2 separate regions of the Danio rerio genome follow, and region 1 is linked to region 2. A link is a contact called in public Micro-C data. All regions are on one chromosome and are shown on one strand. Each heading gives the region's core, a stretch centred on a gene start, on an enhancer-like site or on the middle of the called end of the contact. The rest is flanking DNA. Distances are from core to core; before and after follow the strand shown.

The links. A called contact is a pair of places that touch in the nucleus more often than the background predicts.
Region 1: a contact with region 2 is called in a Micro-C map of caudal fin, with 9 times the contacts expected there. The contact joins the promoter of ssbp3a here to the enhancer-like site in region 2. A contact is called at or near these places in 7 of 18 Hi-C or Micro-C datasets (caudal fin, embryo, fibroblasts and 2 more) and 2 of 4 datasets of contacts at active chromatin or transcription factors (caudal fin and embryo).

Annotation. Positions count from the first base shown.
Region 1 is chr2:11,448,357-11,455,042 of GRCz12tu, reverse strand. It overlaps ssbp3a (single stranded DNA binding protein 3a), which reads left to right and starts at 1,689. Exons shown (of 18, transcript NM_001130643.1): 1 at 1,689-1,774; 2 at 2,120-2,192; 3 at 2,306-2,367; 4 at 6,116-6,200. The coding sequence starts at 1,719. All of the region lies in intron 1 of LOC137487670, which reads left to right.
Region 2 is chr2:11,368,377-11,375,492 of GRCz12tu, reverse strand. It overlaps ssbp3a (single stranded DNA binding protein 3a), which reads left to right. Exons shown (of 18, transcript NM_001130643.1): 7 at 1,141-1,200; 8 at 1,281-1,335; 9 at 4,667-4,740; 10 at 4,978-5,063; 11 at 7,105-7,116. All of the region lies in intron 1 of LOC137487670, which reads left to right. Among named protein-coding and RNA genes, the nearest start is that of cdcp2, 32 kb to the right of the region's middle. Within about 2 kb of position 3,787, at least 1 of the 62 cell types and tissues checked has an H3K27ac peak or open chromatin away from gene starts, as enhancers often do. A contact at or near this core is called in caudal fin, where this site is marked.

The sequences.
Region 1 (6,686 bases), core at 440-2,939, 82 kb before region 2:
TAGTTTGTTGACCAACAGGTGGCGCAATAAGCCTTTCAATGCGTAGAATAGCGCTTTGACTTAAAGTCAAATTAAACTGACAGTAGTAGTTGCAAGCTTTTATAAAAGAGAATCATTTTCTTTAAGAAGTAATAAGACTATAAAATAAGACTGCTAATAGGCTATAGGTCCTACACACGTGAGAGGATGAAGTACTTTGATACATCACTAAATTGAGAAGTTACATTACTCACAAATTTAATTGGTTTAACAGGTTTAAAGTGTTTTACTTGCAAAACTGCCAAATTATTCAAGCATCTACACAGAATAAAAAGCAAGAACAAACAAAACATGATAATATTCATTAATATATCATGATAAACCATGGCAAATTATTTGTAATTATTGAAGTAAATTGAAATTAAATACAATTAAATAAAACAACAAAGAAAAAATATATAAAACAAAAGGCGGTTCATTCCACTGTGGCGACTCCTGATAAATAAAGGGACCAAGCCAGAGGAAAATGAATAAATGAATATTCATTCATTCATTCATCCATTCATTTTCTTTTTGGCTTAGTCCCTTTATTAATCAGGGGTCGCCACAGTGGAATGAACCACTAACTTATCCAGCATATGTTTTACGCAGCGGATGCCCTTCCAGCCGCAATCCAACACTGGGAAATAAATGAATTACCCACTAAAAAAAATAAAAATTACCCACTAACGTAATAAATAATTAAACATTGGACATAAAATACTGCAGAAAGTAGGGTAATTAGCATGAATAAAAATAAATAAATAAATATCAGGAAACAGTTAACACTAAGTAAAATAAAGATTGATAACAAAGACTATACAGAAAACTCTTGAAGAGCAATTAGAAATAATAAATGAAATAATAAAATTAATCAAGTAATGTTACTATTTTAAATAACTAAAATAAAGATATTATGCCAATATTGTAAATAATATAACTTAAATAATCACTCAAATAATTGAGTAACTAAAAGGCAAAGTGATTTCAAAATGTTTAACTGCTATAAAACAATAAAATCAATGACATATATATATATATATATATATATATATATATATATATATATATATATATATATATATATATATATATATATATATATATAAAACAACAACAATAACAATACAGAACAAAATAAAATGAATGTTAATCATGATTCTAAAATATGCATTTGAGCTTGTTTTTACAACTTACAACTTTTTTATCATGCGGTTTGAAACCTTGTCAAAAGAAATGGATATAAGTTAGCCACTTAAGAACAAAAAAGTCGGTCTGTCTTCCTTTACCAAGACCACAGAATAGCCATTATGTGGAGATGAACCTGCGCTCAGACCAATTTCATTCATTCATTCATTCATTCATTCATTCATTCATTCATTCATTCATTCATTCATTCATTCTCATAGCATCTAACAGGGGGCGTGGGGTAGACAACTTTATCGAAATTACAGCTAAAATTCAGATTTCATTGTTTTAACTTTTATGCAGATGAGGAGGATTATGAGGTCGCGTCGAACACATCCATTGGTGTATGTAGCTGTCAATCATGCGGACGGGGCCCCGCCCATAGTTCATGATCTGGCTGTGGCAGGGTCGGTTGAAGCGGATGGGGTCAGAGGCGGGCTGCACGTTGACAGCTGGAGCATAAGGAAGCATCGCAGTCAAGCTGGCAGACGCGTTTATTTTCAGCCACAGACATGTTCGCCAAAGGTAAAGGGACCGCGGTGCCATCGGACGGGCAGGCTCGGGAAAAGTAAGCGCTGCTCTCCCTGTCTTTTCACGCTCGTTTACGCGCACAGCTGATGATATTTTGTTATTATGTTGTCAAGCGCTCCTCCTCAAGGTATACCAGTGGCGTTAAAGTGTTACAAGCTTGCGTTGTGGTTCTTTTTGTTTTTTTCGCGGTCTTGTTCATTTCACTTTTTAAGATAAATAGTATTTGTTTCAAAACATTTATGTTTGCGAACGCCTATTGTGATATGGATGATTGTTGTATGTAGGTGCAAACTGTTGTTGAATCTCCAGGGCAAGAATAACAATGTATAATAATTATTATTATTATAAAGCTGTGATTGTTTTCATTGTTATTATTTTACAGATTGGCATTATATGTCTATGAATATTTGTTGCACGTGGGAGCTCAGAAATCCGCACAGACGTTTTTATCAGAGGTGTGTTGCATATTTATCCTTAAGTAGCCTACATTTCTTGTGTGTGTTGACCAGTCATGTTGTGATGTATGAATTCACTGTTGTGCGTTTCTGCTGTGTGTTATTTTGTTTAGATAAGATGGGAGAAGAACATAACCCTGGGTGAACCGCCAGGCTTTCTGCACTCTTGGTGGTGGTGTGTATGGATTGTATTAAGTTGCTGATCAGTGTTGTGCTTTGCAGTCTTTTTATTATCATCATAACATTAACATGATGGATGGAGAAATGGATTCATTTCTGGAACAGCAACTGTGATAACTGATGAAATATCTTAAATTAGTCTGAAGGGAAAATAATTTTTTTTTATTAAAATTTTTATTATTATTATTTGAATATTTTTTTAACTCAAGAGATTTGATCTATACACACTCAAAAATGATCTTTCTTGCTTGTTCAAACTACTACAGTTCTTGATTTATGTTTGGGATAACTTGTACAATGTTCAATCTACTTGAATGAAAACATGAAGGATTTGTTTGGAACCCATCATTTTGTTTACAGTGCATAAGTGTGTGATTAATTTCACAGTTTCAACAAAATCCAACAAATGTACATATTAGGGCTGAACATTATATTGTTTGAGCATCAATATCACAGTGTGTGTCACTCAAAAGTCACATCGCAAGATTAGATTATTTATTAAAGATTAAAAGATAAGATGACGTGGTGGCGCAGTGGGTAGCCTGTCCCCTCACAGCAAGAAGGTCGCTGGTTCGAGCCCTGGCTGGGTCAGTTGGCATTTCTGTGTGGAGTTTGCATGTTCTCCCCATGTTTGCGTAGGTTTCATCCAGTTGCTCTGGTTTCCCCCACAGTCCATAGACGTGTGCTATAGGTGAACTGAATAAGCTAAATTGGCCGTAGTGTATGTATGTGTGTGAATACAAGAGTGTATGGTTGTTTCCCAGTACTGGGTTGTGGCTGGAAGGACATCTGCTGCATGAAACATATCCTGGATCATTTGGCGGTTCATTCCGCTGTGGCAACCCCTGATTAATAAAGGGACTAAGCCGAAAAGAAAATGAATGAATGGTTAAAAGATAAAGATATTATTAAATAATATATATTTTTTTTATTATTTATACAATGATGACCATGTTATTTTACATTTGATGTTCAATTTTTGTACCCGAATACTGCTAGACTTACCATGTAGCACGGTTTATTTTTGCTTTGTCGTATTTATATATGCTTGTGATTAACTATAATTCATGCAGATGCATTGCATAGAAAAACACTTTATCATCCCAGTCAATTTAAATAAATGAAATCTTTCCAATTAGAGCTTTTCAAAGCATCTGGTGAAATTATATTTATATCGATATCTATCTATATTGCAGCAAAACTAAATATCGCAATGTCAGATTTATCCAATATCATGCTACCCTAGTCCACATAGTTTTTAACAGGGATGTCCAAACTCTGTCCTGGAGGGCCGGTGTCCTGCATATTTTAGTTCCAACACCAATCAAACACACCTAAACCAGCTAATCAAGCTCTCTCTAGGTATACTGGAAACTTCCACGGAGCAGTGTTGAAGGAAGTTGGAGCAAAACTATGCAGGTCATAAGCCTTCCAGGACTTAAATCTTAAACAATGGGCATATCGGCTATAAAAAAGGCAGATGAAACACTTAATTTGGTTTAATTAGATTCATAAAGCTGCAGGCAAAATAATTTTTTCATTTGTACAAAGTATATCAGATGTCAGGACAAATATCCGCATTGGAATTAATCAACAAATTGGACTTGGAAAGTAAAAACTCCACTCCTTTTTTGCCAATAATGAATTTTTTTTTATGATAACTTTTTTTATGATAAACCTTTAAAGACAGAAGGGTTGTGAGCTCTGAGGTTGTTTATTGATTGTATATTTATTTGTTGAACTCCTCTATTCACATTAATCCAACTTACTTGTTAAAATGACGTTTACTTGCAAAATATGTGCAGAAAATCATCTTGCTTTCATGTGTATCCCTTATTTCCAGAAGGGGATGTCATTTCGGAAATTATTTTGGGAATTTACTAGTCATTTCTGACATAACTCACTTAGAGTAAATGACTGAAGGGAAACTACTTTACCCACAATGTTTAATTTTAGTACACCAATCAGAGAGTTGCAGCCAGCAAAGTGCCCGAAAATATGGACTAAGCACCGCCCACTCACTTGAAACACAATCAATTGTATAACAGAGCCAGCTGTTAATTCTCTTTGCTCTGAAATATTATTCATTCATTCATTCATTTTCTTGTCGGCTTAGTCCCTTTATTAATCTAAGGTCGCCACAGCAGAATGAAACGCCAACTTATAAAGCAAGTTTTTACGCAGTGGATGCCCTTCCAGCCACAACCCATCTCTGGGAAATATCCACACACACACACACACACACACACACACACACACACACACACACACACCACGGGCTATTTAGCCTACCCAATTCACCTGTACCGCATGTCTTTGGACTGTGGGGAAAACCGGAGCACCCGGAGGAAACCTACGCTAACGCAGGGAGAACATGCAAACTTCACACAGAAATGGCAACTGACCCAGTTGAGGCTCGAACCAGCGAACTTCTTGCTGTGAGGCGAAAGACTTATTTTGTAAATAAAACCAACAGCTTTAACTATATATTTTTATATTTTAACATGACTGTTATATTTTAAATGACGGCAGCGCTTGTAGTTTTTTCACTCATTAAAGAAATAGTTCAACCAAATAGAAGGTCGCTGATTCGAGTCCTGACTGGACCAGTTGACATATCTGTGTGGAGTTTGCATATTCTCCCCGTATTCGCGTGGGTTTCCTCCAGGTTCTCCGGTTTTTCCCACAGTCCAAACACATGTGCTATAGATCAATTGGGTAGTTTAAATTGTCCATAGTGATGAGTGTGTGTAGTGTGTATGGGTGTTTCCTTACCAGGTTGCAGCTGGAAATGCATCCTCTGCATAGAACCTGCTGGAATTAATGAATGAATCAACAAACGAACAAATGAATGAACGAATGAATGAACGAATGAATGAACGAACAAATGAACGAATGAACGAATGAACGAATGAATGAATGAATGAATGAATGAATCATCGAATGAATGAATGAAAAGAAGACATGCTAAAGAGTATTGGAAAACCAGCCATTGGATTTCACAGTGGTTGTTTTCCTTATTACAGTATGAATGTCAATGGTTACCAGTTAAAGAAACTCATAAAGGTTTAGAACAGTTTGAGAATGAGTAAAAGGTGAGTTAATTTTTTATTTGGGTTAACTTTCCCTTTAACCTGTCATAAGGGACCAAGCTAACTAGATACATTGAGAACCACAACATCACAAATTTGGATTTAAAGCAAAGAAGTTTTTGGAAACGTGACAGAAATACAAATAGCCATGCTAGTGGCTGTTAAGTCTTATATCTTTTGTATTAAGTCTGATTCTTATCTATGTTTTTGCTTTCAAAGATTGTAATGTTAGTTCATCACTGTAAAAAAAAAATACTGGATTCTACACAATCCCTTCATGTCATCTTAAACATAAATCGATTAAGTTAACTTGATGGTTTTTACACTTTTACGTTTATTTAACCTTAAACTATTAAGTAACTATTTAAGAATGGTGTTGATTCAGCTCATTTTAAATTAGTACTTTGACAAGCATCAAAAATATGTTTCGAGTGATTGTTGATGCGTTATAATCCTAAAACAAAAATCTCTATGGGAGAAATGTTTCTGAATACAGCACTGCAAACTTTATTATTTTAGCTAAAATCAATATGAAAATGGTCCAAACATAAATCACAGCTTAATACTTGATGTTTTATTAATGCTATGCTCACTCAGTCTAACCATTGTGACACTGCAATGTCTTCTCACTACAATGTTCTTATCACGCAGTGTGTTTTGGGACCTGTACTGCGCAGCACCCGAGCGAAGGGACACATGTGATCACTCCAGTGAAGCGAAGGCCTTCCACGACTATGTAAGTGATGCGTGTTTAATTCACTAACATGCTGGGAGAGAAGCCACTGAAATGTGCCTCTGTGGTGTGAAGCGGAATATTGATCGCATTTATGAGATTGCGGATTATCAATGATTTTTGGTTCCGGGTCAGCTTTGTTTATCTTGATTCTATTAAAGGTTAAAAGGGCATTGAAAATGCAGTTTTGCACACTTGATTTAAGTCTCTGACTGTGCATTCTGTGCTGTGTTTGGGTGAGCCTGTGTACATGAGAGCATTTCTCTCGGATTGTGTGCATGCTTGGAGAATTATGGGATTAGGATACTATAGAATACATAGTGTATGAAAGAATATGGCTCTGTCAGAACATTGGTAGTATTATATAACATGTGTGTATGTATGTGCATGTGTGTATATTTGAGTGGTTTCATAGGCAATGCTAACAGTACTCACTAAATGGAAATTTAAAATTGTTTATGAAGCATGTGTAAAATTAGACATCCATAA
Region 2 (7,116 bases), core at 2,538-5,037:
ACTCACTGGATATTTTCTCTTTTTCTGACCATTCTCTTTAAACCCCAAAGATAGTGGCACGTAAAAATCCCAGGAGATCAGCAGTTTCTGAAATACTCAGACCAGTCGGTCTGGCACCAACAACCATGACACATTCAAAGTCACTTAAATCATCTTTCTTCCCCATTCTAATGCTCGGTTTGTACTGCAGCAGATCGTCTTGTCCATGTCTACATGCATAAATGCATTGAGTTGCTGCCATGCGATTGGCTGATTAGAAATTTGCGTTAATGAGCAGTTATACAGGTGTACTTAATAAAGTGGTCAGTGAGTGTATATCACAACCAGTTTTCATTTTTGTCATGACAAACAACATAACTTAGTAAATTAACATAAATCTGTCATAATCATCATTGTCATGAGGCTTTTATGATTGTGTCATCATGACTTTTCTGATCACGTTTTCAGTGAAACAAACTGTATTTAACAATAAATTTTAAAGTGTTATTACTCCGTCAAATCATTTTCAGCATCAATAATATTTAATGACATTTTTTTTATAATTATATTTTTGGAGGTTTTCACCTCTAACAGATAGGACAGTAGAGAGTATAGACAGGAAAGTATAAGGAGCAGAGAGAGGAGAAGGATTGTCATAGGACCTTGAGGCGGGAATCGAACTCAGGTCGCCTTGAGCACCAGAGTGCATGTGTCGACACACTAACCACTACACCATCGATGCCAACTTAATGACATTTTAACGACAAATTCAGCTTGTATGACTGTAGTTTAGGAAAACAAGTATGGCACTGTTATAAAATTGATGTCATATTTATAATGGCTTATGACAATCATGTTTATGACCGATTTATGACAAGTTTTGTTGTCTTGGTAATGTCAAGTTATCATACTGTAAAAACTTGCACTTGCACTGTACTGCATTCAAGATGTCATAACTGAGTTGTTATAAGTTTTTACACAGTTGTTATAAGCACACATAAAGTCATGAGATGTGTCATGTCATCGTTATAAAGGTTTGATTACAGTCTTATGAACACCTTTCAAGTAAAGTGTTACCAATTTTATTTTATTTTAAATGTATTAGCCAGGGAAGTGGATGTTGCATTGTGTTTTTTTAAGTCACTGTGTTTCCATTTGCAGCCATTTATGTCACCTCGCTATGCTGGAGGACCTCGACCGCCCATGAGAATGGGTAACCCGGTAATGCAGATTGAAATGGTTTAAACAACAGTGCTAATAAACTAGGACTTATTTAACACCTAACCTCTTTGTTTCTTTAGCCTCCAGGTGGACAGCCTTTACCTCCAAATATGATGGACCCTACAAGACCAACAGGTGAGAGATTTAAAGCTAAATGTATGGGCTAGTTCACCCAAAAATGAAAAACATTTAATCACTCTTTACTTGTTTCAAACCTTTATTAGTTTATTTCTTCTGTTAAACACAAAAGAAGATATTTTGAAGAAAGCTGGAAACCTGTAATCATTGATTTCCATAGTATTTGTTTTTCAATGCTTAAAGGTTTTTTTTTTAGCTTTCTTCAAAATATCTTGTTTTGTTTTTAACAGAAGAAAAAAGAGGTTTGGAACCACTTGAAGGCGAGTAAATAAAGTTATTTTGGGTTAACTATCCCTATAACACTGTAAAGTTTAATTAGATTTGAATAATTGTGATTTTTTTTTTTTTTGCAAGTATTATTAGATTTAGGGGTGAATGGTGATATTATTTGGTGGATTAGAGACTTCCTTTTAAATCTTCCTCAAAGAGTAGTTGTCGATTTTAAGGTCGAAAACAATTATTGTAAATGCAGGAGTTCCAGAAAGAAGTGTTTGATCACCCTTACTATTGTTTGCTTTATACAAATGAATGTAAGATCCAGGATTTATGTTTTAACTTATTTAAATATGTGAATGATGTGGCACTGCATTGCATTATAGCTATATAATTTTGCTTCAAAACTGGTGAGTTCACTGGAGATAATTGTTAATAAAACCACAGAGATGGTAATTGGCAGAAATAAAGACTCTAATGAAGTGTTAGAATCTTTAGTACTTGATGGACATCAAATAGAGTGTGTTGGAGGTTTTAAATATTTAGCAATATATATTGACAATAAATTGATCTTTTCTGGAAATGTTGAATATATATTTCGAAAGAAATGCTGAGATTATATCTTTTTGGGAGATTAAGGGTGCTTTCACACCTGTGAATCAATTCAGTTGTTGCGAAACAGAGATTACAAATGTTACATTGTTGCTCTTTGCTCTTGGAGCGCTTCGCTTTCACATTGCACAGTTTCTAATCGGACCAAAAGAACTAAAACAAGTCACGTGCAAGTAAACTCTCCTTACATTGGTTAGAGTGTCAGGGTTTATTTTGCAGCGTCCCGCTCAGCTGTTAGGAGAGGTGGTGGTTTGATGGTGATTGACAGGGTGCGCACACGCAATGTGTCTAAGGAGAGACGCGGTGGGGAGGGGTGAGAAGGGTGCGCGACGTAGCCTATTTGAGGACCGGGAGGGAGACGCGAGATTACCGGGAGATCATCACTCGTTTGTGGGCATCCGGAGACTCGCGAAACTTCCCGCCATGCTCATAATTCTCTCTTCATATAGCTGTATGCCTATTACATATCCATAAAACACTGTGATATAACCGCGCTCGGATCGGATCCCTTTCTCACTGTAATCGAACCACTCCAGGGTTCGTTTCAATCGAGCCGAGACCACCTCATTAAAGCGATCTCAGAGCGATTACTATGGCATGGAACAGAGCGCGATTGTCCTGTTCACATATGCCAAACGAACCGCGCTAACTGGGCAATCGAGACACGTTCCAAAACAAAAGTGTAGGTGTGAAAGCACCCTAAAACAGGTTTAAGTCAACATATTTTGGAGATATATAAGAATTTCCTTAAGTGTTGCGAGTTTCAACATGACTGTATGGGCTGGACTATCACCAGTCAACAAAAAGCACAAATTGTTTAGCGTAGTAAAAAAAAAATCTTTTTGTTCAACACAAAAGATGTTGGACACTAAAAGCCAATATCATCTCTAGTAGGATAAAAAATACTATGAAATTCAATGGCCAGCATGTTTTCTTGTGTGTTGAACAGAGGACAGACACTCAAACACATGTGGAGCGTGTGCTCGAAACACACAGACTAGAATGACCAATCCTTGTCCACTGTCTGCACTTTTTCTCTCTAAAAGTTATGATCAATAAAGGCCAGTTCAAAAGGTGCTTCTGCATTAATGCTTGACGGAAGGCTTTTCTAAAGCCTTCTATTAACTTGATCATCATAGTGACAACAGCCAATCACTTTAACCTGAACTTGAAGTAAATAAGACAGAAGAAGTAGTTGTAGAAATAGTTGTTATTTATAAAGATTGATCATTTAGCATAGAGTGAATATAATAAGTTTTTCTGCCATAATAAGTTTTTCCATTTTGACATATTGTTATTCGAATGTGATTGGCCAACATCTAAACTTGTGTATTTGCTTAAAGAAATCTGATTGGCCTGTGTTGGCACTTAAAATTTTTTAACTTCAGCCTCAAGCGACTCTGTAGACCCGCAATTCAGTTCGGCAATGCTTCATGAAATTCTATTCAAAGTAAATGAGAAGTGTTAACTCTGACACCTTGTCTTTTTTTATAACCTTCAGTAGTTTGTTATTATACTTTGTTTGTTTTTCCAGCTCCTCAATTTCTTTTCCAACTGTTAAACAATGATCTGTTCAGTGTTGACACCTTGTGGACCAAGTAGGCAGTGCACAAACAGTTCAACTGTAATCTGCAAATGTAACATACATGTACGTATGTACATTTGCAGAAATCAAGGAAGCACAGAACACCCTGTGTTTGTTAACGTTGAGTTTATCTTTTAATACAGTTTGAAGACACAGTATGTGCACAATTTTGGCACTGTCCACCTAACATAGTTGGGAAGTTTTGAAAACATGCAACTCACCCAAATTGACAAAACCACTTTTTACCTAAACCTGATTTGGTGAGATTTATTAATTCAGTCATTCCATTTCCTTCGGCTTAGTCCGTTTATTTATCAGGAGTCGCCACAGAGGAAAGAACCACCAACTTATTCAGCATATGTTTTGCACAAAGGATGCCCTTCCACCTGCAACCCAGTACTAGGAAACCTCCATACATTCTCATTCACATATATACACTCATACAAGGCCAGTTTAGTTTATTAAATTCACCTATAGCATAGTAAAAAAAAACTCTGCTCCATTATTTTCATTTATTAACTTATTTATTATTAATTAATAATATAATTAATTATTACATATTGTTGCCTGCCTGATGGATACAAGTTATTCCTGAGTTCTGCTTTCAACTGAGACCAGTGGAATAGAAAATAAATTGCAATAATAAGGAAATAAAAATGAAATATCTTGTCTGATAAATCATGTACAGTGCAGTTTTGGTCATTTGTAAACCGCAATGGGCATCAGGATGCAGAACTCAATTGTCTTTTATATTACAGTCTTGCCTTAATTAATGACAATCATAATTACATGATCTTTGGAAGCTTTCTTAGAAGAGTTAAGTCCATTTACAGAAAGGACTTGTAAATACAACACTTAACATTTTGTCTTTTTTATAGCTGTCTGTTAAACGCTTTAATGGTGTTATTATTTGTTCAGGCCATCCAAACCTGGCATCCATGCAGAGAATGAACGCTCCACGAGGAATGGGCCCAATGGGACCAGGACCACAGGTCTGAATCTTATACTACCCGAAGACTTCATTTCATCTTTCTTTCATGAAAATATAAATACCATTCCCTAAATCTATTAAATACATTTGCTCAATTCTAGGACTGGACAATATAGTTAAAACAGCTGAATGTCTGAATATCTCAATGCATTTTAATAGTCAGTGTATGTGCGTAAACTAACTATGTTCTTGCTCTCTCCTCTCTCATGGTGTCCTCTGGGGATTCTGGATATCATAGTCTGACCCATGGTTATCACTACAGAACTATGGTGGAGGAATGAGGCCTCCAAACTCTATGGGGCCGGGAATGCCAGGAGTAAACATGTAAGGACTTGGCATGTCTATCCAATATGTGGGGTTTCAGTTTGTGATATTCATAGGCTTGCATTTTTTTAATTGAGTGTCATATCTCATACATCATGTTTCATGCACACTGTTAAAAATGCAGGGTTTCACTTAATACTTTCATGTTGTCAAACACAAATCGATTAGGGTAACCTAATTGTTTTTACAAATTGAAATGAATTGTCCCTTCGCTAAGCCTCATCCAAAAACCGCCACCCACCAATCGTGACTTAGCAATCATAGCTACGTGCAGGGGCTCTATCAAGCTTTCGAGCGTTGTGCATATGAATTATGCAAATCTGATACCCAGTATTCTAAAAGTTCGGACGGGGTGGTGGAATTTTTTTCCTCCACCCAGGAGGAGAAATGCCAGCGTGGATCAAGCTCTGTTAAGTTGGTTTTGTTTTTGATATTCACATTTAGTGATAGACCGATGGCAATAACTCACACACCTCTTACTCTAAACAGATCTAAACTGTGTTTCCTACAAAAATACAAAGCAGGTTACGTTTTGCATCCGTCTTTTTCCCTTTTTTCACTCGATATCATGAACACTGCTCCGTTTAAGCCCTCGCCATAGTAGTCATACTAATAGCAATCCTATTCCCATTTGTTTCAAGCTACAAATATTTGAAACTACATATCAATAGAACAAATTTGAGTGCTCATAATATTGAGCGTAAAAAAACAAAAGAAAAAGACAGCTGGGAAACATAACCTGCTTTGTGTTTTTGTAGGAAACACAGTTTAGATCTTTTTAGGGTCAAAGGTGTAGGAGTTATTGCCGTCTATCACTGAATATGTCAGGAATATCGAAAACAAAACCAACTTAACTCCGCTCCTTTAGCGCCCCTCGCAGAGCTTGATCCACGCTGGCATTTCTCCTCTTGGGTTTTTGGTTTTGAAAAAATTCACCACCTTGTTCGAACTTTTAGGATACCAGGTATCAGATTTGTACAATGCATATGCACAATGGTTTAGCTTGTTTCACACCCTCGAAAGCTTGACAGACCTCCTGCATGTAGCTACGGTTGCTAAGCCACGATTGTTATATTTTAGTTTTATGGCTTAGCGAATGGTCAATTACAAAAAAGATTTTTTTAAAAATCCAAATTTAAACTTCCTCAGAGACAAAGTATTTAGTGAATAAATATAATGCATCACACCTGCAAAAAATAATCACATTAATCAACCAACACAGGCAAGTAAACCGGGGAGAAAAAAAAAAAAAAAAATAATAATAATTATATATATATATATATATATATATATATATATATATATATATATATATATATATATATATATATATATATATATATATATATATATATATATATATATATGAGGGGTGTCAAAATTAATTGTTTCTTCGGTGTACCGCGATGCAGACGCGGACAATTCGGTATCGGTTCAGTAATAATCATAACCGGTTATGTACTGTACAGACGTCATTTATCTCATATGTGCTCTGGCGCCAACTACTTAAAAACGCAGATACTTTGCACAATTTCACTGCGTGTGTGTGTTTTTTCTGGACAGTCTTTAACTAACACTTACAGCTGAAGCCCCTATTCTGCGCGATTGAGGGAATGAAAGTGAACTCCATCTCTCTCTCTCTCTCTCTCTCTCTCTCTCTCTCTCTCTCTCTCTCTCTCTCTCTCTCTCTCTCTCTCTCTCTCTCTCTCTCTCTCTCTCACTGTGGCTTATTTCACCTGCTGGCATGACTATTCCTCCCCTCTCTTTTCCTCTCGGCTGTTACAGCGATACTTTTGTATATATATATATATATATATATATATATATATATATATATATATATATATATATATATATATATATATATATATATATATATATATATATTTATATATATATATATATATATATTTATATATATATATATATATTTATATATATATATATATATATATATATATATATATATATATATATATATATTTATATATGATGTTTTAGCAAAGTGAACAAATAGCTGTTCTGTCATTTTTCTGTTCAGGGTAGCAGGAGC